Regions from separate parts of the Mus musculus genome. Here all the other regions are linked to region 1. Evidence: chromatin contacts called from public Hi-C and promoter capture Hi-C data. All regions are on one chromosome and are shown on one strand. The core of a region is the stretch at or near the end of the contact, and the rest is flanking DNA. Distances in the headings are between cores, read along the strand shown. Region 1 holds the start of Tram2 (translocating chain-associating membrane protein 2). Region 2 has its middle 16 kb from the start of Khdc1a. Region 3 holds the start of Paqr8 (progestin and adipoQ receptor family member VIII). Region 4 overlaps Paqr8 (progestin and adipoQ receptor family member VIII).

Region 1 (3,105 bases), core at 268-2,767:
AAGTGACAGAATTTCCAGAAGAATGTGGACACCAGCCCCAGTCCCAGCTTCTCTCCTGCAAACCCGACAGCCTAGCTACGAGCATGCATTCAGCTCAGACCCGGCTAACCCAAGAACAGCCCCAGCGCGAGGACAAGTTCTTCAGCCAAATAGGTCCTGAGTCGGTAACAGGGACATATGGGTAGATATGGGTAGATAAGGGAGATATGGGTAGATGCAGGGATAGACAAGTAACTCTTAAATGGTGCACCTTCTTACTACCCTGTAGAATGCAGATCAGGAAACTTACACAGAAGAGAGGATAGGAATGAGTGTTCTCAAGACCAGGCGACCCAAGCCATGGGACTGTCACCTATTACCTATGGTGCTCTGGAGACAATATATACTATAGTAAGTCCTTCCCACTTTTCAATATCACCGTTTTGCAGCACTCTGGAGTAGGGACCTCGGATTCTGACCCCTTAGTGGTTTACACAGACAGCTCTGAGGCCTACACCAGCACAGTGCTGAATCCAGGATCCCTTTCTCTGTTCCCACCCCACATCCCTGCAGCGACTAGGAAATCACCTTTCACAGAGAGTATCCCTCTACTGGCTCCTGCAAAGGGGATGAGGCTCTGGGTCCAGTTCACACAGATCTACAGGAACAGTTCAAAGTGCCAAAGGATATCTTAAAACTAGCCCTTTAGGTCATATTTAAAGAGAGGTTGGTAGCAGAAGGTCCCTCTGGGATGGAGCCAGGGCCACATGTGAACACCTGGAGCAAGCTCCAGAGGTTAGGATGAAGAACTTCCAGAAAGCCACAAGAGAGGTGGAGAGGGTTAGGGTCCCTTCCACTAGAAAAGCCTAGAAGATCTGGAGGCCCCCACTAGAGAGAAGGAGGGGGGATTGTGCAATTACAGCTGGTCTAGGAGTTTCCCACATTGGCACCAAGTCGCCAGAAAGGAAACCCCAACCATAGGGCCAGGAAGGCAGCTCTGCAATTGGTTCGAGGCCAGGTATGGGTTTCTGAGATTCAGATAGAGTTGTAGGATGTGGTGGGTGTCCAAGGGGGGCGACAGAGCATGGCACGGCCCGCACAGCTAGGAGTTAGGGGTGCTGTCTGGACTCTCTTAGGTCCAGGCCAGAGTGGATACAGTGCACAAAGCCAGAGGTGCAGATAACGTGCGGGACATCCCAGCCGGGCGCGCTCCAGCCCAGATGAGGTCCGGGAATCCCTGTCTGCGCCTCGGAGGACGGGAGTTAGGACCGCCAACCCCTGCAGCACCCCCTCCCCGCTCTACTCACCTCGAACATAAGCCCGATGAGGACGCAGAGCACCAAGCAGAAACCGATGTCTGCATGGTTGTGGATGATGAACTCCTGGCTGAAGAGCGGGTAACTTTTCGTCCTCCTACGGAAAGCCATGGCAGCGGGCGTTCACCGCCTGCGGGGGCCCGCACCCTCGCTCAGCAGCCCCAGCGAAAACTTCTCCGGCCCGGCCCGGTCCGCACGCCAGCCCCGCAGCCCAGCGCGGAACAACTTCGGGCCCCGCCCCCTTCCTCTGCCCGCCCCGCCCCGGCCTGCCGCCCGGAACCGCCCCCGGCCACAGCCCTCGCCCCGCAGCGGCTGCACAGGCGCGGGCCTCTAGCCACACCCCCTTCCTCCGTCCGCCCCGCCCCCAGGCCGCAAAGGCGCGCGCCTCTGGCCACACCCCCTTCCTCCATCCGCCCCGCCCTCAAGCCCTTTGGCCAGCGCCACCGGCCACGCCTCCTGGGCGAGCCCGGCGCGCCTAACCCTTGTGCCGCGCTCGCTACCGGTGCTTGCGGCTTCCACCGGGGGTACACTCTTCCGTGAACCTCGCTGAGACGCGGGAATGGAAGCCCTGTCCTCCGGCTTTGAGAGGAAGCGGCTCCCGAGCTGCTGGACAGGAAGTGGGCCGGGATCCCACTCCTAGCGCCCAGCTTCTTCCTCTGCAGGAAGGGCCCGGGGCGGGAAGCTTCGTGCCGGCCTGTGGACTGGCCCCAGCCCTGCGCTGGATCTTAAATGAATGCATGGCTACTCCTGTGTCTGAAGGATTGCACAGTGTAGGTTCAACCTCTCAGAACCTTCAGCAGCTACCCCAAGGCCTTGCCTTAGTAGAGCCTACTTTGCAAGGGCGTGCAGGTACCCCGCGTTTTACTCCTTCACTTAAAAGGCCAGGTACTGCCCAGAATTGGTTTTTCAGGGCTCACTACCTTCAATATTAATTGATCAGAAGTGGAAGAATAAACACTGAAGAAATAAAAAAAAAAAAAAAAAAAAAAAAAGATCCTCACCCAACGTTTCCATTTAATATTAAGTTTCAAAATTACTTCCGGAAGGACAAAAGGTCTTTTAAAATAAATTATACTAGCAAATATTGGATTTAATCCTGCCAGTAATGAAGGAACAAATAATCGCTTCTAAATGTACAGAAATGCAAAATGAACAGAGGACTGTTTAATTTCTTTTCTTTTTTTAAAATTAGTTTCACGGTTACGAGTTTGCAAAAATAGCAGTCTGAAGGTAACTAGAACTGAATGAAGTTCCTTAAAGAAATTTATCTCCTGTATTCTAAACTGTGCACTATTTAACAGACAGCCCTAGGGCTTCTAACTCCACGGGCGGGGCGGGGGGCATTAATGCCTATATTGGACTAACCTTTGTTTAAAGTTAAGACCGGTGCGTGCGTGCGTGCGTGCACGTGCGTACAGTTTATGACATATAGGGGCTGCACATGCATGAGCTCACATATTTATGTATTTTCGCCCCAGTGACCTCCGGTGTCAGGCCTCACCTTCCACCTGGTTTGTTCCAAGGTCTCTCTTTGTGTTGACTTTTCCACTAGGTAGGCCAGGCTAGCTGCTCCTCTAGCTCCTCCCATCTCCCAGTAGAAATGCCCCTTGTGGCCAACTTTTACATGGGTTCTGCGGATTCCAAGTCAGGTCCTAGTATTTGCACAGCATGGACTATCACTCACTACGCTGTCTCCCCAATCAAGACTCTTCTGAAATTCGGACCTAGCCTTGTAAAGAACTCTGGAGCACCTTGACTCTCAATGTACAAATGTTCTAATGGTCAATGATTTGTGGGAATTTCCTTCGCA
Region 2 (3,105 bases), core at 219-2,718, 250 kb after region 1:
AAATCTGTTTTGTTTTGTTTTGAGACAGGGTTTATCTGTATAGCCCTGGCTATTCTGGAACTCACTCTGTAGACCAGGCTAGCCTCCAACCCAGAGATACACCTGCTTCTGCATCCCGAATACTATGTGCTACCACCATGCAGACATGAATTTTCTAATATTAGCTCTCTGGTACTGAGAGAGGTAGAACAACTGGATATATTCTTCTGGGTGACTAAATCTAGGGACTTACTTATACTAGTCAAGGGTTGTGTCACTGAGCTACACCCTAGCCCTTACATATATATCTTAATTGAGTTTTGTTTTTTTTTTTTTCTGAGCAAATGTTTAGAAATTAAAGTAATAAAATTTTACTTTTTTTTCTTTCATGATGTTATACAATAAAATATTAGTTATCTACAGTTCATTCTTTTTTTTTTTTTTTTGAAAAAAGTTGGGAACTAGAGAGATGGCTCAGCAGTTAAGGCCCCTAGCTGCTCTCCTCAAGGACCCTGGTTTGATTCCCAGCACCCACCCACATTGCAGCTCACAAACATCTGTGACTCCAGCACCAGGAGACCCAATGTCCTCTTCTGGCTTCCTGGAACACTGTAACATGGGGTAACAGACATACACTCAAGCAAAACACACATATGGATACTGTGGTATTAGTATTTTAATAAATCCCGGTGAGGGGTTACTACCCACCTCAATGGTTGATGTTCCTGGATGAAAGACACACACACACACACACACACACACACACACACACAGCCTTTATATTTAATATGCCTTAAGCTGCACAATAGCTAACCTCCAGTTGTTAGAATCTTCTTCTATCCATAACCCCATTGTTTCTTACTAATTTCTATGTTCCCTCTGGGCCACGTTTTCTTGTCTCACAGCCCAGGATGCTCTCCTTGCTTTTTTATCCCATGGCATCTCTTGTCTCTACCCTGCACACTCCTAAGGCATGGCATCTCTCTCCTCTCCTGCTTCCTAGCAGCCCCAAGATCCCAAGCCCAGGAACCCTAAGTCCTCGCTCTCTCTCTCCTCCCCAACTATTGGCAGCTCGTATCTTTATTTACCAATCAGAATTAACTGGGGGCAGGTGCGTAGAAGCTATGTGCAGACTCTCTCGTTGTAAACAATTTTGGGGTGGGGGTGGGGCGAAATTATCATCAAAATACAAGCAGCTACAGCATACAATACAAATAAATCTTAAGAAAATTAACAGTTTGGTAAAACTATGTCCCGACCCGCAGGACTCAGTTATTCTGGGGGCGGAGGGGTCCGAGGGGGACCATGCCTGAAAGAGAAACGGGCGAGAAAGAAGGAGCGAGACTAAGCAATGATTGTCAAGGTCTGTTTATTGTGAGCAAGGTTACAGAATATAAGAAAGAAGGAGGAAGTAAAGAGGGAGAAACCTGCGGGAGCCTCAGCCCGGGGGCGGGGGTGGTTCTACATAACTGCCTGGGAATACACTATCTACTCTTAGCTCAGGGGACATTCTGTGGTTTTTCTCGGAAAGTTTGCAGAGACTATTATCTGATCTTGATGTTCTGTCAGCTGTCATTTCAAAAGGTCAGAAGTTTCTCAAGAAGGGAGGGGAACTTTGGCTCACAGTACAATATCCATCCCCAACAAAACTAGTTATAAAAATCAAGAATTGACAAAACAAAACAAACAAACAAAAAGCCGGGCGTGGAGGCACACAGCTTTTATCCCAGCACTTGGGAGGCAGAAGCAAGCGGATTTTTGAGTTCGAGGCCAGCCTGGTCTACAAAGTGAGTTCCGGGATAGCCAGGGCTACACAGAGAAACCCTGTCTCGAAAAAAAAAAAGTAAAAATAAGAAGTATGTAAAGGAGACAAAAATCAAGTGTGCTTAAACTTCAAGTACCAGGAAACCCTGGTCAAACTAGGCATACAAGAGGTCCAGGCACAACTTGTCAAGGGCTCAAATTCAATCTCTGTATGTCTCCTCCCTCTTCAGTCTGGTAACACAATACTCGTGTTGCTGCCCAAATCATACTGGGTCCTAGCCCCCAGGAGAAGAGTTGAGATTCGTTCCTGGTTCTCTTCTCAGAAGGGAGAAAAAACATTTTCTAGAAATGCCCAAATTTTCCTTAATTGTTAAACTGATGCCATTTCTTTAACCAATCGCTGGCAAGAATGATGGGATTGTCTCTGTCAGTGTACACCAATCAGCTGGAGTCGTGCTAGCCAAGACCAACTAGGTTCTTGCCTTCTACAAGGTTCTTGCCTTCTGTATTGGAGGTCCTCTGGGTATTTTTAACTTCCAAATGTCAGCCAGTACCTGGTGACAGTGGTGTAGTTCTCCAATTGTTTATTTGTTAGGGAATAAGAGTCTGCAGACTCTAATGTAGAGTACAATAGAAACTATATTCTCATACAAATTCGCTTCCCTATTTTCTTTTTAAGATTTATTTATTTATTTAATTGCATACACTGTAGCTGTCTTCAGACATACCAGAAGAGGGCATCTAATCTCATTATGGATGGTTGTGAGCCACCATGTGGTTGCTGGGATTTGAACTCAGGACCTCTGGAAGAGCAGTCAATGCTCTTAACCTCTGAGCCATCTCTCCAGCTCCGCTTCCCTATTTTCTGGTAGCAGAAAATTACTGACACATTTGGTCTCAGGTTGGTTGTTAAGAAATTGGCAGGGCTGGTGAGATGGCTCAGTGGGTAAGAGCACCCGACTGCTCTTCCGAAGGTTCAGAGTTCAAATCCCAGCAACCACATGGTGGCTCACAACCATCCCTAATGAAATCTGATGCCCTCTTCTGGAGTGTCTGAAGACAGCTACAGTGTACTTACATATAATCAATAAATAAATCTTTAAAAAAAAAAAAAAAAAGAAATTGGCAATCATGCCAGGTGTGGTGGCACACGCCTTTAATCCTAGCACTCGGGAGGCAGAGGCAGGTAGATCTCTGAGTTTGAGAGCAGCCTGGTCTACAGAGTGAGTTCCAGGACAGCCAGGGCTACACAGAGAAACCCTGTCTCGTAAAACCAAAAAGAAAAAAAAAAAGAAAAAAAAAAAAGAAATGGGCAATCCCAAGTGTATCAGAGGTCCTTATACTTCTCATCCTTCTTGTGTG
Region 3 (3,105 bases), core at 267-2,766, 190 kb before region 1:
CTTCAGTTCCCTAGCACAGGATTACAACCCACAGTTTTAGAATCAGAGGAATTAGTCTTCTCATAGGACTCCATTTGAGATAAAGGAGCTCTCCCGGGGTGGAAGGTGCTGCAAGAACAGAAGGAGACGCACTTCATGTACTCTATGGTTACTGATGTGGCTCACATCAGCTGACATGAACCTTAGGGTAGACCCTCAGATTTGGGGACTTTTAATATTGTTTCTAGTTTAGGTCTGAGTAGAAATGTATGTGTGGGGGCGGGGCAGAGGGTGGCAGGGGTTCCTTCCTCTTATAGTATCACTTTATGGCTGAGGTCTCTGGCTAAAATAAGAAATATTGGCTAATATGGACGGCCACAGCTTCCCAGGATACAAGGGCAGCCTGGACATCTTCAAGCTAAGGCAGCAGGTGCATCCCAGAGCCTCCTGAGCTTTCGCACGCACCTTTGCACACCGGGTCACTGTCCTGTGGGGAAAGCCCTGCACTGAGACAGGTCCCTGGACTCTCTCGGGGTCCGAATCTGCTTCAGCCTGCCCATAACATCCCAGAATCCAAACATCTTCATTTACGGAGTGAACGAAATCCCACTGTATGAACAGTTCACTTTGCTTCCAGATATTTTGCTGAAGATACACCAAATAACAGATTTTTAAATACTGGGAATGGTAAAAACATGGTTAGATTCTTCCCTGGAACAGGGTGGGTTTAAATGAAAAGAGCCCAAACTCAGTCCAGAACTGTCTCAGAACAGTAGGAAAGATGGGCCTTCTTCGTACAGGCGAGCTGACACAGGCCATCTTCCCGGGATCTGACCTTTCCATTCCCTTTCTTCTGAACGATGCTGGCAGCTTTTCAGCAGCAAAGCCAATTCAATTTGTTAACTGATGGTCCTACTTCCTAAATGGATTGAAAAAAAAAATTATGGTGCATACAGGGTGTATTGTGGGTGAAGAACAACTGCAGTCACTGCGGGCAGACTTAGTGAATGGAGGTTACATGGGGGTGGGGTGGGGCGGGTAGAGGGGTCTGCTTGGCACAGCATACGTGTGTCCAGTGACATGCATGATGCACTCACACATGCAACCGCAGCAGAAGTATGAGTCTTGCACGGGGATGTGAAAATGTGTCCGCAGGGCCTTCATGGGATGCACAGCGTGATTTCCTGGGCATTATACCGAGTTCACCCTAGAGCAATGAGAGGAAAGAAGGCCAGGATTGGAAATGGCAGATGAAGTTTTTTTATCCACCCCCCCCCCCCCAAGGGATTTAGGAAATGGTTTTGGGAAAGAACACAGAGCGCAAACCGCATCCCTGGCTGTCTCAAGCCCCCGAGGGGTTTGCAATTAAGAAGGTCTGGGGGTGGGTGCGAGGGTCTAAAGGTGGGTGGAAGGATGGAAGGAAGCGGCGTCAGTCAACTTCCTCGGCTGGGCTGCGGTGGCTGTAGCAGCAGAGTGTGCACCGGGCTGGGCAGCCCTCCCCTGGGCCGGGAAAGGGCGGAGCTGGGCGTCGCCATCCGGGTTGTCCCCTCCTCCCGGCCGCTCTCGGGTGCAGAGCCCTCGGCGGTCGGGGAGGCTCAGAAAGAGCTCTCCCGGAGCTGGAGTCGGGAGTGCGGCTGGCGGAGCTGGGCTGCAGGAGCTCGGCCGCGCTGGTGTTCGTAAGTCCCGACTGTGGGGGTGGGGGTCGGGCAGGGTGCAGGTCTCCACTGAGATGCTGGGGAGTCTCTGCCAGAGCCGGGAGGCGGGGACGTCAGGATTTCGGCGTAGAGGAGCGCCTGACCCGACCTGTAGGGAGGATGTAGACCCTCATTGCCAGGTGCCCGGAACCTAGCGGCCCGAGCTGGGACCCAATGTTAGAGTTTTAATATCGGCTTTCAGAATGCACAGCAGACAGTCCAAACCGTGGAGTTGGGGAACTGCAGAGCCCTGAAGGGCTAGGAAATCCGGACTGCGATGGTGAGGAGCCTGGGGAGCGGGGATTTGAAGTAGATGTCACGACCGTGAATTGAGGGTGTCTGAGCCCAGAGAACCGGAGAGGAAGGATGTAAAGGAGGAGTAGTCCTGTGCGCATTCTTGGGGCGCCCTCCACAGGGCAGAGGGGAACGGAATCCCGGAGGGGAATGCCGAGTAGAGGAAGAACAGGGCGGAAGGGGGTGCCCAAGAGAGGGGAACCCCCCTCCCGGAAAGAGTAAGGTGAGAGAGGCATGAACTTCTTGAGGAAGATGGAGCGGGATTCTCCAAGGAGACACCGCAGAGAGTTGTGCTGATAGCTGTAGGTTTCAGATTTAGAGGCTATGGTAGACCGAGCGGTGGGAAAGCACAAAGGGGCGGAGGTGGCCGGCGGGACAGTGCTGGGAGTATATCAGCCAGTTGAGAATGCTGTCCTTTCAGTGGAGGTGGCCGTGGACACCTCAAGAGGGTATTCCCTTGACAGCAGATTGAGGAACCCTAGACAGGACAAGTGAGGACCCAGCAGCGTTCGCGAGTCTAGGAGTACTGGGGGACCTATGAAAGGGTGATCAGTTGCCAAGAGCAAGGAAGCAGCCAACTGCCTCAACTCTCTGAGTAGTTATAGGTACCCAGGAATACTAGAGAGACCCTTGGTCCTGGTGAGCACTTTGTCTTGCGTACGTTGCACCTCATATTTCTGACCTGGGTTAGAAATGGTTTTGCTTGGGGGTGCGACGAGGAGAGACTAAGGTGAAAGGAATGGTCTTCAAGTGAGATTTCCGATACACACGGGATATCTACCTTTTGCGCTTTGGGCAGAGCACGTATGATGTAGGTGTGTGTAGAGTTACAATCCGTAGGTCCTATTTGTTCTTGTCCAGTGAGAGACAGCTTCTGAGGGACGTCAACAAGCACACAGCATGCCACAGGCAAACTTTAGTGTTCCAGTGTCCCGTACTCCGTGTTTGCATTAGTGAAGGTTTGTCTCCCGCAGCTAGTAAAAAGTCACCTTTACAGAAGGCACTAGCTACAATTCCCCTGTTAAGGTTATTCATAGTCTGCTCCCATGCCTGGGCTGTTCCACCCTTGTACCCGTCCATCCCTGGCATCTCAGAGGCTAGGTCTAAGTGCAAATCTCAAACCATGACCTAAGCGTAA
Region 4 (3,105 bases), core at 442-2,941, 170 kb before region 1:
TCCTAGAATCCACATGGTCACTCATAAACATTTGTAACTCCAATATGCAAAGAATCTGATGCCCTACAGACATTACAGGCATGAAATACACAGACACACATGCAGGGGTTGGGGTGCACTGATACAAATACAGTAATACTCTTAAGAGAGAAAAACAGAAAAGAAGCCAGTATTGAAGCTGTGCAGAAATTGGAACATTCTGGTGGATAACAAAAATTGCAGCTGTCATTGAGGATGGTGTGGCGAGAATATTTAAAATTCCATTTTAAATGTTCTCAAAATATTTAAAATGAAATTACTATTATCCAGAAATCCCACTTCAGGGTATGTGTGTACCAAAGGACTGGAAGCACGGTCCTGAGAAGATATTTATACACCACAGTCACAGCAACTTCACTCTCAATAGCCAAAAGGGTGGGATGACTCCTCTACTGACAGACAAACATGTAGACAAAGCGTGATGTACACACACAATGTTGACCCTCAAAGAAGTGTTGACACATACTACACACATGGCTGAAACCAGGGGACGTGGTGCCAAGTGAAATGTCACTTATAAGTAATACTATTCATTGAATCCCAATAAAAAGCTGAAATGTTCCTTTGGTAAGGATATAGAAAACTGGTTTTTTTTTTCCTTTTAATTTGTGTATGTGTGTCCATATCTCTGTCTCTGGAGCGTGTATGTGTACATATGGGTGTACTTGTCCTGAGAGGAGCATGCAGAGGCCCCACTTTGTGGGGGTCAGTTCTCTCCATGTGCTAAGGATTAAATTCAGGTTATTCGGTTTGGAGTCAAGTACCTTTGCCTTGACTTAATGTTCCCAGCAAACTACTTTTAAATATTGTTGGTTGAATTATAAATTGTCTCAATCATTTTTGGAAGACAGAATTGCAGTCATCGTAGTTTAAATGCATATAGTCCTAGCAATTAATCTTCCAGGATTTACTTCATAGATATATTAAAAAGTGTGCTAAGAAAAAAAAAAGAAAAAGAGATGTCACTTATAAAAAGATTTTGAGTCCGTGAATATGAAGTCCCAAAAACAGTACATAAAACAAAAAAATAGTTTCCAGGGGCCAGAGAGAAGAGAGGAGGGAGGCCTGAGCAGGAGATAATGGGCTTTGTTTTGCAGGAGAGAAAGAGTTGTGGTTTAGACAAATGAGTGTGCTTAACTACATTCTGAGAAGGGAAGAGATGGGACACTGAAATCAGCGGTGCATGTCTGTGATGTCAGGGCTTAGCAGCCCGTGTGGGAGTTTTGAGGTCATCTGGGCTAAATAATGAGACTCTGGAAGAAGAATAAGGAACAAGGTTGAGAGAAAAAGACAGAAGAGGAGGAGGAAGAGGAGAGGAGTGGGAGGGAGAGGAGAAGGGGAGGAGGAGGAGGAAGAAAAGATGAGGAGGAGGACAGGATGAAGACAAAGAGGTTAAGCTGGTAAATTTTGTGTACTTGAACACACAGAGGGAAAGTAATACATTAAGCTACAAGGAGTAAATCTGAAATGAAACGGGGCAGAGTGTGGTGCCTGGTGGAGCGCCAAGCAGCTTTAAATCAGGAGGGAGGCTGGGTTTAAATCAGGAGGGAGGCTGGGTAGCTCCTCGAGAAGCGGAGGCCTGAGGAAGGCCTGAGAGGGCTTGTTTATCTCCTGGCAGCCATGGTGATCTTAATCTAAGACTAAATCTTCCAGGGCCCGTGGGCGTGGGCGCGGGCGCGGGCGCTGTGGCAAAGAGCAGACAACGTTCAGGCAGTGTCACTGGGAGGTTGCTGAGGTTGAAGCTGGGGTTGGCCACTTTTCAGCTTGGTTAGAAAGACAATCCAGGCGCTCAGGTGGCACCTGCACTGGCTTTAATGAGATGTCACCTGAGACCACAGGTCAGGTGACTGCAATGATAAATGCTTGTGACCCTTTCTAAAGTTGAACTGGAGCCTAGAAGCAAAAAAAAAAAAAAAAAAAAAAAAAAAAACAAAACAAAAAAAAACCCCCAGAGGTGTGATTTTTCTTTGTTTCTTTCTTTTTATCTTGGTTTTTCAGGTTGTTATTGAGCCTGGGGAGGCTTGGCTTCCTGGGAGCTGAGAAAACATTCATTTTCAGTATGAATTGTAAGTCCCTCATAACCTTGGGATTTGCAAAGCTTCGTCTGACCTTCTATCACCATCTAAGTAAGGAGGGAGCTCAGATAGTCTTATTTCAGGTACTCTTTACCTGATATATCATGTGACATGGAACGAGGAGCCGCCTAGAAAACTCTGTGACCTGGTTGTGTTTTATGGTGAACTTAGGAGACCAGTGTAAATGGTATCAACTTACCACTGTTTAAGACAACACTTTGTACTTATGACGAAATTAGGAAGAGACCGGCACCCTTTCTTTGCAGTCTTCAACTGATTCCCACAACTCAGTTTTGATATCACTTTTCTAGATGTGATAAGAAAATGGTAGGCTCAGCTTGAATCTCTGCTCTGCAATCAGGAAGATTTCCGGGCCACCACATTCTGACCCTGAGGAGGTTCACACGAGGGGCGGCCAATGACTTTGCCTCTCCCACAATCCTGCTCTCTAGACAGGGGTTCTGAAACTGCACTGCAGGGATGGGGAGGGGTAGAAACAGGCTCTTTCAGCATGTGTCCTTTCCACACTATGACGGTCATAGTTGGAAAAATATATTCCACCAACCTTGAAAATGGTCCCTACTCCAGTTTTTGGTAACCAGTCTACCTAATGTTTGACTTCCTTTAGTTTATAAACAAAATTCTTTCCTCTCTTCCTCTCACCTTCAACCTGTTCCTTCCTTTCTTCCTCTCATGCCTTCCTTCCTCCCTTCCCCTTCCCTTCCCTTCCTCCTTCCCTTCTCTTCCTCTCTCTCTCTTTCTTTCTTTCTTTCTTTCTTTCTTTCTTTCTTTCTTTCTCTCTCTCTCTTTTTCTTTCTTCCTTTCTTTCTTTCTTCCTTTTACTTTTTATTGGTTCTTTATGAATGTCACATCCTGCATCCCGATCCCATTCATCTCCCCATCCCCTCCTCTTCTCTCCACCCTTTCAACCTCCCTCACAACAGAGACATAAACATTTCCTGTGGAAGCTATAGTGTGTCACAGTATATCC

Evidence for each region. Promoter capture Hi-C pulls out the DNA fragments that hold promoters and counts their contacts. A called contact is a pair of places that touch in the nucleus more often than the background predicts. Capture Hi-C pulls out chosen DNA fragments and counts their contacts.
Region 2: a Hi-C map of regulatory T cells shows a contact between it and region 1, with 3 times the contacts expected there. The contact joins the enhancer-like site here to the promoter of Tram2 in region 1. A contact is called at or near these places in 1 of 39 promoter capture datasets (liver), 3 of 484 Hi-C or Micro-C datasets (the G1E-ER4 cell line and regulatory T cells) and 1 of 115 datasets of contacts at active chromatin or transcription factors (thymic regulatory T cells).
Region 3: a contact with region 1 is called in a promoter capture Hi-C map of liver. The contact joins the promoter of Paqr8 here to the promoter of Tram2 in region 1. A contact is called at or near these places in 7 of 39 promoter capture datasets (the HPC-7 cell line, HPC-7-derived erythroid cells, cranial neural crest and 4 more), 4 of 484 Hi-C or Micro-C datasets (LSK cells, embryonic stem cells and stem cell-derived neurons), 1 of 115 datasets of contacts at active chromatin or transcription factors (memory CD8 T cells) and 3 of 9 other capture datasets (adipose tissue, liver and pancreatic islet).
Region 4: a promoter capture Hi-C map of the HPC-7 cell line shows a contact between it and region 1. The contact joins the enhancer-like site here to the promoter of Tram2 in region 1. A contact is called at or near these places in 5 of 39 promoter capture datasets (the HPC-7 cell line, HPC-7-derived erythroid cells, cranial neural crest and 1 more), 1 of 115 datasets of contacts at active chromatin or transcription factors (memory CD8 T cells) and 3 of 9 other capture datasets (adipose tissue, liver and pancreatic islet).

The regions. Positions count from the first base shown.
Region 1 is chr1:21,077,708-21,080,812 of GRCm38.p6, forward strand. It overlaps Tram2 (translocating chain-associating membrane protein 2), which reads right to left and starts at 1,518. Exons shown (of 11, transcript NM_177409.3): 1 at 1,287-1,518. The coding sequence starts at 1,406.
Region 2 is chr1:21,332,318-21,335,422 of GRCm38.p6, forward strand. It overlaps the pseudogene Gm21909. Among named protein-coding and RNA genes, the nearest start is that of Khdc1a, 16 kb to the right of the region's middle. Within about 2 kb of position 1,469, at least 65 of the 459 cell types and tissues checked have an H3K27ac peak or open chromatin away from gene starts, as enhancers often do. A contact at or near this core is called in the G1E-ER4 cell line, regulatory T cells and thymic regulatory T cells, where this site is marked.
Region 3 is chr1:20,889,032-20,892,136 of GRCm38.p6, forward strand. It overlaps Paqr8 (progestin and adipoQ receptor family member VIII), which reads left to right and starts at 1,517. Exons shown (of 3, transcript NM_028829.4): 1 at 1,517-1,655. It overlaps 6720483E21Rik (RIKEN cDNA 6720483E21 gene), which reads right to left and starts at 1,442. Exons shown (of 4, transcript NR_040492.1): 1 at 1,077-1,442; 2 at 815-898; 3 at 445-624; 4 at 1-108.
Region 4 is chr1:20,911,085-20,914,189 of GRCm38.p6, forward strand. All of the region lies in intron 1 of Paqr8 (progestin and adipoQ receptor family member VIII), which reads left to right. Among named protein-coding and RNA genes, the nearest start is that of Gm24171, 2.9 kb to the right of the region's middle. Within about 2 kb of position 1,692, at least 63 of the 459 cell types and tissues checked have an H3K27ac peak or open chromatin away from gene starts, as enhancers often do. A contact at or near this core is called in the HPC-7 cell line and memory CD8 T cells, where this site is marked.